5 separate regions of the Mus musculus genome follow, and all the other regions are linked to region 4. A link is a contact called in public HiChIP or PLAC-seq and Micro-C data. All regions are on one chromosome and are shown on one strand. The core of a region is the stretch at or near the end of the contact, and the rest is flanking DNA. Distances in the headings are between cores, read along the strand shown. Region 1 holds the start of Phpt1 (phosphohistidine phosphatase 1). Region 2 holds the start of Brd3os (bromodomain containing 3, opposite strand). Region 3 holds the start of Rabl6 (RAB, member RAS oncogene family-like 6). Region 4 holds the start of Notch1 (notch 1). Region 5 holds the start of Slc2a6 (solute carrier family 2 (facilitated glucose transporter), member 6).

The links. Hi-C and Micro-C count contacts between places; a contact is called where the count stands out from the background. HiChIP or PLAC-seq counts read pairs in DNA pulled down with a chosen protein or histone mark.
Region 1: an H3K4me3 HiChIP or PLAC-seq map of embryonic stem cells shows a contact between it and region 4, with 7 read pairs. The contact joins the promoter of Phpt1 here to the promoter of Notch1 in region 4. A contact is called at or near these places in 2 of 39 promoter capture datasets (cranial neural crest and liver), 1 of 115 datasets of contacts at active chromatin or transcription factors (embryonic stem cells) and 1 of 9 other capture datasets (liver).
Region 2: a contact with region 4 is called in an H3K4me3 HiChIP or PLAC-seq map of stem cell-derived neural progenitor cells, with 5 times the contacts expected there. The contact joins the promoter of Brd3os here to the promoter of Notch1 in region 4. A contact is called at or near these places in 1 of 484 Hi-C or Micro-C datasets (embryonic stem cells) and 2 of 115 datasets of contacts at active chromatin or transcription factors (bone marrow-derived macrophages and stem cell-derived neural progenitor cells).
Region 3: a Micro-C map of embryonic stem cells shows a contact between it and region 4, with 3 times the contacts expected there. The contact joins the promoter of Rabl6 here to the promoter of Notch1 in region 4. A contact is called at or near these places in 4 of 39 promoter capture datasets (cranial neural crest, liver and second pharyngeal arch cranial neural crest) and 1 of 484 Hi-C or Micro-C datasets (embryonic stem cells).
Region 5: a contact with region 4 is called in an H3K27ac HiChIP or PLAC-seq map of bone marrow-derived dendritic cells, with 2.9 times the contacts expected there. The contact joins the promoter of Slc2a6 here to the promoter of Notch1 in region 4. A contact is called at or near these places in 3 of 39 promoter capture datasets (liver, neural stem cells and neutrophils) and 3 of 115 datasets of contacts at active chromatin or transcription factors (bone marrow-derived dendritic cells, effector CD8 T cells and pancreatic cancer cells).

What each region holds. Positions count from the first base shown.
Region 1 is chr2:25,573,568-25,576,267 of GRCm38.p6, reverse strand. It overlaps Phpt1 (phosphohistidine phosphatase 1), which reads left to right and starts at 1,397. Exons shown (of 3, transcript NM_029293.2): 1 at 1,397-1,585; 2 at 1,956-2,080; 3 at 2,569-2,700. The coding sequence starts at 1,429. The coding sequence ends at 2,661. Ajm1 (apical junction component 1) reads left to right here. Exons shown (of 1, transcript NM_001005424.2): 1 at 1-852.
Region 2 is chr2:27,441,049-27,443,748 of GRCm38.p6, reverse strand. Brd3os (bromodomain containing 3, opposite strand) reads right to left here and starts at 1,313. Exons shown (of 2, transcript NM_001360791.1): 1 at 935-1,313; 2 at 1-821. The coding sequence starts at 366. The coding sequence ends at 112.
Region 3 is chr2:25,607,120-25,609,819 of GRCm38.p6, reverse strand. It overlaps Rabl6 (RAB, member RAS oncogene family-like 6), which reads left to right and starts at 1,339. Exons shown (of 15, transcript NM_001024616.2): 1 at 1,339-1,707. The coding sequence starts at 1,578. It overlaps Ccdc183 (coiled-coil domain containing 183), which reads left to right. Exons shown (of 14, transcript NM_029859.1): 11 at 27-195; 12 at 279-389; 13 at 464-560; 14 at 1,027-1,191. The coding sequence ends at 1,145. It overlaps Fcnaos (a long non-coding RNA gene), which reads right to left and starts at 490. Exons shown (of 8, transcript XR_003954003.1): 1 at 351-490.
Region 4 is chr2:26,502,571-26,505,270 of GRCm38.p6, reverse strand. Notch1 (notch 1) reads left to right here and starts at 1,449. Exons shown (of 34, transcript NM_008714.3): 1 at 1,449-1,773. The coding sequence starts at 1,713. It overlaps Gm35978 (predicted gene, 35978), which reads right to left and starts at 1,344. Exons shown (of 2, transcript NR_132655.1): 1 at 442-1,344; 2 at 1-107.
Region 5 is chr2:27,026,670-27,029,369 of GRCm38.p6, reverse strand. It overlaps Slc2a6 (solute carrier family 2 (facilitated glucose transporter), member 6), which reads left to right and starts at 1,372. Exons shown (of 10, transcript NM_172659.2): 1 at 1,372-1,553; 2 at 2,067-2,229. The coding sequence starts at 1,465.

The sequences.
Region 1 (2,700 bases), core at 148-2,647, 930 kb after region 4:
CAAGGTACAATCCACCCTGCCAGATGGAAGCCTGAGCAGGGGAAGCAGTGTGGGCGGCGACCCAACCAGAGTTAAGATCTGGGTAAGGATTTGAGCTCCCAACACCTACCCAACAAGATGGCCTTAAAAATCTGCCTTCCAGAGAAGATGGAGAGGTGGGAAGCGTGTGCTGACGAATTAGCAGACAACCCTACTGAGAGCAGCTCCTACCACGGAATGACTTGGGAATGAGTAAGGAACAGGGCTGTCCCTAATTAGGAACTGGACTAGGAAAGGTGCTTAGTAGTGAGCCACCAAGTGTGGGTACGGTTAAGGAGTCGGTGCCGAGGCCTGCCCCGAATCCAATCCTGTGTGCAAAAGTGCCCTGGCTGCACTCCAAGCTGAGAGAGAAGCCAAAGCCTGACGTGTTGTGGAGAGGTCTAGGCTTCCCTAAGCCCCTTGCCTGACCCCGTACCTGGATCTGAGCCCAGGACTTTGTGGAGGGTGTGACCCAGAGAGGGCTTGCGACCAGATTCTCCAAGAATCTTGGGAGAAGAAGAAGCCCCAAGCCCTTAGGAGCTCTGAAAGTTCAATTGCAAGAACCTGGGACACACACCTATGCACGAGGGTGTGCACACGCGCCAGCTACCCTCGACTGGATGTCCCCGGGACACTCCAGCTCTCTCTCCTTGGCCCCTGTCTTAGCACATGCCCGGATGCCGCTCTTGCAACACTTGCTGCCCCGCCGCCTGCCGCCCTCCCCAGGGGCTCCACAGTCCCTCCTGCGGCAGACTGGCAAGAACGCCTCTGACGAGAAGGGCAAGTGCTTTCGAACCAAGTAAAATAGAACTTGAATGTAGCTGCTGCTAATAACTCGGTAGTGGTGGTGGTGGTGGTCGTCGTCGTGGCCGGGGGGGGGGGGGGGGGGGGGAGCATTGCGTCAAAGCTTCCGGGAGTAGGAGCTTAACAACCCGCAACCGGAGTATTGTGGAAGGGGAGGCCCGAGGGTGTGAAGTGGAGTATGCAGGGGAGTACTTGAATTTGGAGAGACCGGAGAGAGATCCTCCGGTTTACAGGTGTTGGGGAAGAGAGGACTTCGGATTTATGGTTTACGGATTGAAGCCTTAGGACCCAGGAGTGGAACCGGAGTGCGTCCTTGCATCCTTTTGCTGCCCTGCAGCGGGTTGATTTACAGCACCACGGGTTAACCTATGCCTCGGCTCCTTTAACTGGGACTCATGAGCCCGATCCCAAAGCTGCAAAGAACTGGGTTGCAATTGGCCAGTCCGTGCCTCAGATTGGAGGTACAACTGGCTGAGGCTCTGGGCTAGGTAAGCATTCCCTCACGGGATTGGCCGTGGCTGCCAAAGGGCCCGCCTCCCTACGCATAGGCCTGGGTCGGGTTTGGTAAGGGGCTGTGGGGCCCAGAGATCGAGCGCTTCGGGGAACATGGCGGCGGACCTCGGTCAGATTCCTGATGTAGACATTGATTCGGATGGCGTCTTCAAGTATGTGCTGATTCGAGTCCACTTAGCAGAGCCTTCTGGGGATCCGGCGAAGGAGTGCAAGGAAATCGTGCGTGGCTACAAATGGGCTGAGTACCACGGTGAGGGCGGGGCCTCTGTGCCCTTGGAGGCGGGACGAAGGTTAGGGGCGGGGCCTTACAGTTGCTGGTAGCGGAGTAGTGACTGCTAATATATCATGACTTGTACTAACACATAGCTAGGCTGACCTAGAAACGTCGGGATTTGGGCAGAAAGGAGTGCCATGACTGGGATCTTCTTAATCCCGTCTCTCACTTCGAAAGTGTCTTCTTCCTCCCGTTCATCTTTTTGCCAGCGGGGGAAGGGCTCATCTTCTCTGGGAAAAAGACCACCAAGAGCTGGAGCTTCTGACCCCATATCCAGCCCTAGAGTTCAGTGTGGGGCCAACAAGGGCGGCTAGGGCATATCCTGAGGCCACTCTCCCCACCCCAGCGGACATCTATGACAAAGTGTCAGGCGAGCTGCAAAGGAATGGCTATGACTGTGAGTGCCTAGGCGGCGGGCGCATCTCCCATCAGAGCCAGGACAGGAAGATACACGTGTATGGCTACTCTATGGTGAGCTCCAGTCCCCAGGTCTCAGCCAGACTGCAAAGCTCACCTTTGTGAGCCTGACCCCACCCCCACCCCACCCCACCCCACCCCTCACACCACCATTCAGGCCACCTTTGGGACTCTGAAAGTTGGAGCTACAGAACCCTTACTTAAGGGCTGAATGGGTTTTCCTTTCCCCACGTTTTCCAAATGACACCTTGGGCTACATCCCCGACTTGCTCCAGATCCTGATGGGTCTGTGTCCTGACTCTCTAGGGGCCCTTGGAGCCACCAGTACTGGGGTCAAATTCACAGTTCTATGTTGATCCTTTTTCATAAAGTCCACCTTAGACCCTCAGGCATCACCTGAAGAGCTCTTCAGTCCTCATCATGATCCCAGTATGATTAGGATGGTAGGATCTGCTAACTTTCCCCAGGGCTGCTATTGCTGCGGCTTCTGGGTGGGCTCCCAAAGCAAAAAACTAGCAAACTGGCGGTCATCCTTTCTCTAGGGTTACGGTCGTGCCCAGCACTCTGTTTCAACTGAGAAGATCAAAGCCAAGTATCCTGACTATGAGGTCACCTGGGCTGACGATGGCTACTGAAGCTCTGCCCCACCCCCCACCCCCCGGACTAAGTCAGGT
Region 2 (2,700 bases), core at 64-2,563, 940 kb before region 4:
GCATCTAGGTACCTGTTGTGCCCCTAATAAAGTGTTGGATGACATTCTTGGGTGTTGCGTTTTTATACCACGGCTTGATCTTCATGGCCATCAAGGGTCTTCTCCCTGGAATTACATGATTGAGCAAAACTTAGACTGGCCAGTGTCCCTAGAGACCCCAAGCTGGTTTTTGTCTCGAACTAAGATGGCCTCATTTCCATACTGGGAGTACCACATGCTGCGGCTTCTGCTCAGGTATGTACTAGGTGGTACAGACTCCAACTTCTGCTGCTCTTGTTGCCAAATGAGCAAGGACGTATCCCTGTACCGGAGGCGGGCATAGGATTCTGACAGGGCCTTTTCTGCCAGCGGGACTCGCCCACTCATCCCACAGGCCCAGCGTCCTGCACACCTGGCTTTCCTCCTAGGCCAGGAACAGCCGGCTGCTGTGCTTTGTAACTAGTTGGCCAACAACCTTGATGGCTGTTGGGTTTGGGAGTCCTTGTTCAACTTAATAGTGAAAGTAGGTAACTTAGACCTTCCATAGGCAAGATCCTCAGGAGGGCAGGAGAATCCAAGACACATCTCTGACCATTCAGGAGCCACGTGAGAGCCATTCCAGACAAAGTGCTCTAGTGTTGACAGTGACTCCACACCACTCCTGGGAAGCTTATCAGGTGTCCACTGCCGCTGCAATACTGCTGAGCTCAAAGAGATGTATCCAGGGTGTCTGCAGCAGGGGCTGGCCTGTCCACCCCGCTCAAAACACAATGGGGATGTGGACTAAGCGTTGGTTCAGGTCCTTTCTTCTAGCCAGTCTTCCACTCTTACCAAGGGTGACACTACAAAGGGAAGAAACTGTCGGAAGGGGAGGGGAGTCGGGGACAGGCCCAGCATGGGCCTCACCACCAGGAGCAGCCTCTATGGGCCAGAGTGTTCAAGCGAGGTTACTCACGGATGCAGCTTGCTGAGCTGAGCTGAGCGGAAGGATGAGGCGGATGGACAATCGCAGGTCCCTTAATAACCCACAGACGGTTGGCGGTCCCAGGGTCTCCTCTCCGCTGGTGAGAGAAGCGGTCCTCAGCTATGGAGTAGAGAGCTACTGGAAGGAGGAAGGATGCGAGCCCTACGCCCCAGCGGCCAGCAAAGTCACCGCTTGCCCGGATGCTCCAGCGAAGCAGACTTTGCCACCGGCGCTCGCGGACACGCGTGGGCCTGCTGACGCAAGGGATCCAGGTCCCGGGCAGAGCCAGGAGGCCGCGGCTACGTCTCCATGGCAGCGTCGCAGGCGTGGCGAGCCGAGCACCGAGGACCAGCCTGCAGACGGACACATCGATCATTCTGTGGGCGGGGCCAAAGACCTAGAGGGAGAGGAGGAGCGTCCAGAGGGCGGTGGGGAAGGAAAGGGGAAGGACTGGAGTGGGAGGGGGAGCTTGGAGAGAACTTAGGTTAGGGGGCGGAGAGAATAGGGGGAGGAGGAGATCCAGAGAAAAGGGAGAGGGGAGGAGCTTGAAGAGAGGAGGAGCCGGAGAAAGAGGCAGAGCGAGATCCAGGATAAGGAGAGAGTGGAGAGAGAGGAGGATCCCGAGAAATTTGGGAGTGTGTAGTGGGGGAAGAATCTAGGAGATGGGGAGGCTCTGGAGGGGGGAGCATGAAAGGAATGCTAGGAGAAGACAGAGCTAGGGAGGAGAGGATGAGGATTGAGAGGAGGAGCCTGAAGAGGCAGAGGAAGAAGAGGCGTTTGGGGGAAGCAGAGTGGGCATTGCAGAGTGGAGGGGGTGGTAAACACAAAGGGAGAAGCCAGGATAGAAAAGGAGCCTGGGGAAGACACTCTGGAGTCAGGACTGGGAGGGAGATGGGGCTAAGAGCTGGGGAGAAGAGCTTGGGGGCATTGTAAGGAGGAGCATGGAGGGTGAGGAGCGGCTAGGAAACCTGGAGGAGATGCTGAAGAGGGATTAGGAGTTAGCATTAGGCACCTTCCCAGTTCTCGATCCTAACATGGTTTCTGAGGTTTTCTTTCTTTCTTTCTTTCTTTCTTTCTTTCTTTCTTTCTTTCTTTCTTTCTTTCTTTCTTTCTTTCTTTCTCTCTCTCTCTCTCTCTCTCTCTCTCTCTCTCTCTCTCTCTCTCTCTCCCTCCCTCCCTCCCTCCCTCCCTCCCTCCCTCCCTCCGTCTCTCTCTTTCTTTCTTTCTTTTTTTGTTTTTTCGAGACAGAGTTTCTCTGTATAGCCCTGGCTGCCCTGGAACTCACTTTGTAGACCAGGCTGGCCTCGAACTCAGAAATCCACCTGCCTCTGCTTCCCACAGTGCTGGGATTAATTTTATGTTTGGGTTGGAGCTTTTGTGGTCTGGAGTTTGACGCCACGGCCTTGGGCATGTTAGGCAAGTGCTCTAAGGCTAAGCTTTGTCTTCAGTCCTTATTTTCTTTGTGCAGTTTCCTTCTCAGACCTATTGCTGTTATTATTGACATCCCACTCAGATGATGGGCACATTTGTTTTCAATTTATTTAATGTGGTGTGGGATGCATCATTTCAAAAGTAGCTGCGAAATTCCGCCATTCCACATACTGCTCATTTGAATTGTCCTAAAGCCCCAGGAAAATTCAGCATACACTCCTATTACACCCGACCAAACACTGTGACCCCGTGTCCATCATTTTTCTGCATAAGTTCTATTTTCACACTTTAGTCCGATGCCAGTTAAGAATATTGACATCAGTGGG
Region 3 (2,700 bases), core at 90-2,589, 900 kb after region 4:
CACTGCTGTGCTTACCTCCCCCATAGCTTTAACTCTATCCAGAAGAAGATGAAGAACATGCTAGAAGAGGAAGAAGCAAGACTCAAGCAGGCCCAAAACAACATGAATAAGGGCCAGCAGCTGCTGCTGGTCATCCAGACAGGTATTGACAACCTCTACATCCGGCTCATCGGCATCACCTTGCCAACCTTCCAGGTATCAGCCCCCGGGGAGGAGATGCTGTGTACAGGGTCCCTGTGTGGGACCACAGGAAAACCAGCTGCTCCTCTGACCCACAGAAAGAAATAGCAGTCTCTAACACTCTTGATGTGTACGGCAAGCTGGATTATTGTGAGGGAAAGCTTATCTACCTGGCTGAGCGCATGCAAACGTTGTCCAGAAATGAGGAGGTAACCCTGGGCCATGGAGGGGTCCCCACAAAGCCCATGTGCTCTCCAAGATGATAATGGGTGCTGCCCTGCAGGTTGACACAAAGGTGAGGGACACCTTGGAGTCATCAACTCTAAAAGAGAAACATAATACCAGAATTACCTTTGAGGACCCAGAGGAGGACATGATAGGTGAGGCTCTACATGCCGGCCACAGGAAGATGGAGAAGGACGACAAGAACAATAGCTGCAACTAGATAGGGTCTGAACTCAAGACAAGAGATGGCATACATGGTGACTGGGCGCTGAAGGGAAAGGTTTTAATCGATAGACGTTACAGAGGTTTCTTTTTCTGAGACAAAAGGGACGTATATCATGGGATGGGCCAGAAGGGAGCCCAGACCGAACTTTTAGAAGAATTTCTGCTACAGAGGCAAGGTGGGGTGAAAGGATAAGGACAGCTAGTGTGGATAATCTTGGCAAATCCTAGTTGTCTGGCACCTGGCCTTAGGTGACTTAGGGCAGGGGTCTCCAGTCATTGATACATGTCTGAAATGAGCTCCCGGCAGGAGATGGCCTATGGCAGCAAACGCCAACAGGTAGAGGTGGGAGGCTTCTGGAAAGAGGGTGGCAGCCACTCCTTTTCTTGCCTGTTCAGAAACCTTCCAGTTTGCGGATGTGGACCATAGTTACGTCCCTTCGCGGGCGGAGATAAAGAAACAGGCCCAACAGCTGATCGAGGCGAAGCTCAAGGGAGCCAAAAAGAAGAAAAAGTAAACCTGTCTGGGCTGTAGTACAGAAATAAACATTTTTCCAGAACTACACTAGAGGAAGGAGAAACCTCGGGACTCTTGAGGACCGGGAAGCTGATCGTTGGACCAGAGGGGGTTGGTGGCGGCGAGGTGGAGATGCTAGAAAAGGGCGGGACCTAGTGCGCTCTCTGCGCATGCGGCGGCTACGTGTCCCTTTTAGCGTCCCGTAGCCGCGCCGGCGCCAAGATGGCGGCGCTGACGGGTGCCTGGCTGCCGCGCCGAGGGCCGTGGAAGCCGGAGCGGAGCCACAGAGGCTGAGGCCCCAGAACCTCGCTCGAGGCCGCGCCCGCTCCGGCCTCGGGGGAAGCCTGGGCCGGCCGGACATGGTGCGGGGTGCGCTGTGCTGCTGCCGCTGCTGAGCTCGCAGGCCAGCCCGGCTCGCACGTCCAGCAGGAACATGTTCTCCGCGTTGAAGAAGCTGGTGGGGTCGGAGCAGGCCCCAGGCCGGGACAAGAACATCCCCGCCGGGCTGCAGTCCATGAACCAGGCGCTGCAGAGGCGCTTCGCTAAGGGGGTTCAGTATAACAGTGAGTGCGGGCCGCGCCGTCGGGCAGGCCGGGGCGGCTGGCAGGGCCCGGGGCGGCCACCCAGCCTACTAGGGTCTGGAAGAATCAGAGGGTAGGGGCGGACGGGTCCCTGGGTTCTGAGTAGTGGTCGTTCCTTGAGGGACATCACCTGACAGGAGACCTCCAGAGAACAGCTGTGCGGCGACACTAGCGGAGCAGCGGTGGAGGACCCTGATTGGCGCGGGTACCCTGCGGAGAGAGACCATTACATAACCCGAGGGTGCGCGCGCGGGGCTGCGTGTGCCTGCCTCCTCTCCGCCCCCCGCGCCTGCTCTCACTTGAGGCTCCTGAAAGTCGGAGGCTCCTGAAAGTCGGTCGCCTGTGGGCCTTGAGCCTTGATTTTGTTTTTTTGTTTTTTGTTTTGTAAGGGATATGCTTTTTTTTTTTTTTTAATTTCAAGAGGCTCTTAACTCTGCATCCCTGACCCCACAAGAAGAAAAGTCCGCTCTGCCCTTCGTTATAAATTATGTATGTTGTGCAGCGAGAAGCACACGGTTCTCTTGACCTCTTTAGAGTTTTTCCATTTGCAGGTTGAACAATCAAAAGATTCTTGGGCAATGTCGTGGTCTGATATTGTTTACTTCTAAACTATTTCTATACTGCAACATTTTTGAAGCGCGTGCGCGCACACATACATGCACTGGCACATACACACAGTTCACTGTAAGCTGTGCCTCACAGGGTCAGTGATATTTAGGTAATAATGTAACATTATGAAACTTACTAGGAGGATTTTTTGTGCAAATTTAGAAGCAAACAGTGTATGTGTGTTAACTTGGAAGTTTGTATTTCTCTTGACTGAGGAAGAGAATTGAGTCAAATATTCAGTGGTTTGTGTTCTTTGGAATCTATGTTTGGATTCTTTCGTTATTTTTATATAGTATTAATTTGCAGCCCAATTCTAGAAATTAGGCCTGAACTAGGAGCTTCTTGCTTTCTAAACTTACTACCCAC
Region 4 (2,700 bases), core at 200-2,699:
ACAGACGGGATGGCAGGTAGGCAGATGTCGCCAGGTCAGCGCAGGTCTCCAGACTCCAGAAGGATAAGGCCTTCTTTGTATCCAAGTCAGGCTGCCTGCTGACAAAGCTGGAATATAGTCGACACATAAGCAGTTAGAGGCCTTCAGGACCCATCTCAGAAGAGGCACTTGCAGTCAGGCGTTCCTTCTATGGAACTGCTCTCTGGAGCTGCAGATCTCTTATATAAATATTTCTGTAGCATTGGGCGCTTTTTCTCTCGGGTACTGACCCCATGCTGCTAACCCCCAGGCTTGAGGCCAGTTTCTGAGAGGAGCAGGAGATGGGGGCTGGACAGCTGTTGGCACTGGCCCTTTAGTGCCTTTCAGGAACAGGTGTGTCAAGGGAGATGGGAGGGTCCTAGGACAATATAATCTGGGGCCCTTATTCCTTGTTGAACTCACCACCGTGTTTTAGGATGGGGAGGTGTTGTTCGTTCCAGATTCCATTGAACTTTAACTGCAAAGGGATAAGGAAGGCATCTTGGACGCCCAGTGCTAAGCAGCTTAGCACAGGATGTCCAAACATCAAGGTGGAGATAAAGCATGAGAGGCTGTGTTGACGCTAGCAGTCATTGTACTGGAACTCTGCACTTTCCCAGGCCACCTAAGTCGGACACAGCCAGGGACCAGTGAGAAGGGTGACCGTGGAACGTCTAGACTCGGGTTCCTGCTGGGAATCGAGAGCGCAATCTGTCCAGCAAGGCACTAGTCCTTGGGGAGTTCCCTTAGGGAGCCCCGAACTCCCTTCTACAGAGGCTGCGGGCGCGACGCCATCATCGTTTAAGGTCAAGCGTTCCGGAAGTCATGGCTAAGAGTGCCTGGCCTCAATCCTCCTGATGCCTATAGCCGAGACCAAACAGCTCCCAGGAGTGGAGCCCTAGGGACAGGACACGCGCAACGCTGCCAGGGCGCCACATTTAAACTCCTGCCCCAGGATTCCCCCCAAACTTGACTTCAGCTGCTCCTGCCCACGGTCCTAGACCTAACTCCAGGATGGAGCTGGTTCCCCGTGCAGCTTTCCTTTCCCACAAGACCCGTACCTCCTCTACTATTGAAATGCAAATTCTGGCCAAATGTCGCAGAGGGCGGCTACACACAAAGCCTGATCCTTCCGCAGCGCCAGCTCAAACTTTTGGTCTCTGTAAACTTTCGAACAAGAAGTAGTTCCTAGATGCCCATTCCATACACCCCTCCATTCCTCCTTGTCTTGCGAACCATAAGATCCTTAGATCCTGGCTCGGGACGCGCTCCCTAGCCCGGACAGGCGCAGAACCCACCAAAGCGCTGGGAGGGACAGGGTCCACAAGGGGGTAAGGGTTCGCAGGAACCAGGGGCGGAGCCCGCTGGGATGGGGCGGGGCAGGGGCGGGCCCCCATAGGGGCGGAGCGCCCGCCCGCTCAGAGCCTCACTAGTGCCTCTGCCGCGGGAGGGAGCGCAGGGGCGTGGGGCGCAGGGCGCGGGCGCTGGGCGCGGGTGCGAGCGCAGTGAAGGAACGAGCCCGGGTGCCTTGTAGGGCCCAGCGCCGCTGAGAGCCCAGCGCCGCCCACCCGCCAGGAAAGAGGGCATCAGAGGGTGGACGCCTGCGGGACCGCCGGTGGTGTGCGTCAACGTCCGATCCCCGCCGGCCACCCCAAGAGGCCGCCGCCCGGGCTGCGGGCAGCTGGCGAGCAGGCATGCCACGGCTCCTGACGCCCTTGCTCTGCCTAACGCTGCTGCCCGCGCTCGCCGCAAGAGGTAGGCTCCCGCGAGCCCGCAACTTCGGGCGCCTTTCAGAAACTTCTGTTGCGCCCTGCGCACGCTTTGGGTAGATAGGAGTAAGGGACCAGCTGCCAGAGTTGAGAGCCAGAGCGGGTGGACGGGACCGTGGGACCTGGTGTCCTGGCGTGTGAGGAGGACCCTTCTCTTTCCAGGGGTACCCACTTTTCTCATAGCGCCCAAAGACGCTGGAAGTGTGGTATGGGGCCCCGGAGGCCCAACCCTGGCTCGCACTTGGGTAGACGCTCCTGGGGCTCGCCGCGGGGGCGGACATGCTGCTTGCGCCTCTACTTTTCGATTTGAATCGAATCGGTTTTGGTTTCCTGTTGCTTCTTGGGACCATTTATTTTCATTCTTCTTTGCCTCCGGCCCGTGCTAGGGCGGATGTTGGGGTGCAGTGTGAGGTCAGGGGCGCTATACTCTCGTTGCTTACTTAGAGCGGGGCAGAGACGATGTGCCCTGGACTCCTAGTATGGGGTTTTGGGATCGCTGTCCCCTAGCCGGAATCAAACTTTCGAAGAGGGGCGATGTGCAGGCGGCTTGCTGCCTAGGGTGGGCGTGGGACTGACTCATTTCGGAAGTTTGAAAATCCTGTGCTGATTGGAACGGGAGCCGGAGAGGGGAGCCCTTATTTCCCTTCCGGCTTCACAGAACGGGGTACTCCTGTTGTAGTAACCAACTGCACTCTTCTCCCAGTAATCGAAGGAGAGAACTGCCTGCCCTTTCCTTAAAAGTGGGGTTTTATGTGACGCTCGAGCTCAGCCCTACATCGAGGCTTAATTTTTAGAGCTCTTTAAGATGGCGTGGGAGGGGCTTGATTAATAATAGCCCCTTCCCGAGAACGGGGTGGAATTCCTTCTAAGTGGGGTTTCTAAGACCCCCTCCCTGGGTGCGGCGGGGGCTGCC
Region 5 (2,700 bases), core at 123-2,622, 520 kb before region 4:
AATGACAAAGGAGTGGAAGGGGCCTGAAGAGATGGTTCAGCGGTTACAAGACCAGGTCCTATATGCTCTGGCTCCCATTACTATTTGGTGACTGACCGGCCTGTAACTCCAGCTCCTACAAGTCCATCATTTCAGCTTCAGGAGCACAGACTCACAGACAGACATAAAATTTAAAAATTATATATCTTAAGTTTTTCACATGTTTGGGTGTTTTGTCTGTACCACATAAAAGCTGATGCCAAAAGGCACCAATTGTCCTGGAAATGGAGGTAAGAGGAGGGTTGTGTGCCAACCCGTGGGGCTGGGAAATCAAACCTGAGTCCTTGCAAGAGCAGCCAGTGCTCTCAGGCTCCCAAAATTATGTATAACACACACACACACACACACACACACACACACACTCAGCTTGGATGTGAAGTGGAACACCACTCACTGAAAGTTCACCTCCCCACTAAGTAACAGACAGGCAAGGCAAACACAGGAAGGAAAGACGTCCAGCCAGGGTGGGTCGCAGCAGTTTTGTGGTCTCTACTGTCCTCTCTAGAAGTGTTTCTAAAGGGGAACTGAGACTTCTACAACACCCTTTACTGTTTTAATAGCCTGGTAACAAAGGGTCAGTTTATAAATGTGAACAGGAAGTAAGTCCACTCCTGTGACTGAAAAAGTCCAAAGACACAGATAGGCATCTTGATTGTGGCTTTTTCCACCTCCTAGAGAAGTTTCTGTTTCGTTTTTTTTGGTCATTTTATACCATTACTGGAATGATTTTGAACAGTGCAAGCTATTTGGACAACCAGGAAATCCCAGAGATCAGGAATGTAGCTCAGAGACAGATTGCTTGCTAGCAGAGAGAAGCCTTGGGGTTTGTCCACAGCTATGGGGTGAGACACCGCAGGGCACCTGCTGGAGTTACCCCTAATTGTTTCTGCTCCACCCTCCTCCTACTTACTGTACACACCCAAAGTAGTGATTCATTGGAGTCAACTAGGGTTAGGAGGCGAGAAGTGAAGTGGCAGGTGTAGAAGTGACATCTATGTGACGGGAGAGGGCACAGAACAGGGCCAAGCAAGGCAATAATAAAAAAATATATAATAATAACAATCCTCCGTGTGACCTTGGCAAGCTTACGACTCTCTGGGCTTCTCCTCCATAAAGCCAGACCCAGCCATGGAGCAGTCCACGCTCTTAGCCTGGCGAAAGGGTGCTCAGGCGGCCCTGCCCTAGAAGCGGGTTTCCCCGGCAGAATCCAGCGCCTCAAGGCGCACGCGATGGGACACGCCCGGGAGCCCGATCGCACCCTGCATCCGAGGCGTGCGGCTGTCTCATTGGACAGCACGGCTCTGCAGGGCCGCCCTGCAGCCAATCGCATCTGTAGGGCGGAGCTTCGCCTGCTGTGCTGAGGGCTCAGGCAGATGCTTTAGCTCTGCAGTGGAGTCCCGCTGTATCTGACCATCCGCGCTGGCCATGCAGGAACCCCTGCTAAGAACCGAGGGACTCGACTATGATACCTTCCCCGAGGTGCCCGCGACTCCTGGAGAGAGAGAACGAGCCGGGTGAGAGTCTCAGGGTGTGGGCATGGGAGGTTGGGATGGCCTTATCTCCAGCAGACGATACACATCTTGGGCCATTACTGACTTCTGGTGAGTGGCCACCAAGAGTCATCTGACTCTTTCTTACCGCATGCTCGCAAGTCCTATTTAAAGAACTGGACCACCATAAAGAAGAGAGCCTCCAAAGGAATACTGGGTGGGATCCCCACCTGCCACAGGGGGAGGACATGGGTCTTGCCTAAGATCACAGAACAAGCTTTGAGCATCACAACAGGAGGCAAAAACCACAATTTCTTTTCTGGAGAAAACGGGCACCAGCCCCAGCCGACAGCCTGGGGATTTCCCAGAGCTGCTGCTAAGGCCTGAAGACAACTTGACTGGCCCTGGACCCAGGCCTCTCCTGGTTATCTGCCGAGCTGGATGGTCATGGGCTCGGGGAAGGCAGCAGTCTGGGAACTCAGGGTCCATTTAAAGGACTTGTCCTTGGTCCTTTGGTTCTACCCCATCCCCCACCAGGGCCTTGAAAAACAGAAGGGTGTTCCTGGCTACCTTCGCCGCTGTGCTGGGCAATTTCAGCTTTGGGTATGCCTTGGTCTACACATCTCCAGTCATCCCTGAACTGAAGCTCTCTTCTGACCCAGCACTACACCTGGACAAAATCCAGGCATCCTGGTTTGGGGTGAGGCCTGTTCTCTAAATCAGATGGGGTAGTGGAGGGAGCATGGGCCCACTCAACCTGCTTACCACAGGGAACTAAAATCACCTAGCCTTGGAACCTCCCCTAGAGCACCGGTATCTCTCCCTAACACGCATTCCCGTCTGCTAGCGGTGATGGCAAGTGACATGAGGAAGTGACATCCTGCAGAGATGTGGGCCAGGGCTGAGGGGAAGATTTCCCAACCCCATACCCAAAGCCAGGCTGCCACAGCAGAGCTGACATCCTCCTGGGTGCCTGGAGGCAGTCACACCAGATGCTAGCGGGATGAGAGGTGCCATATGGACAAGGACAGAACGTGGCTAAACAGAGCCCAGGAGCCCAAGACTTTAACGTTAGAATGTCAGTAGACCCTGAGTTAGGACTGCGACTTGACAGCAAAGCTGGAAAGATTTGGGGTCTCCTGAGCATTTCAAATGGGGTGGGAATGTGCAA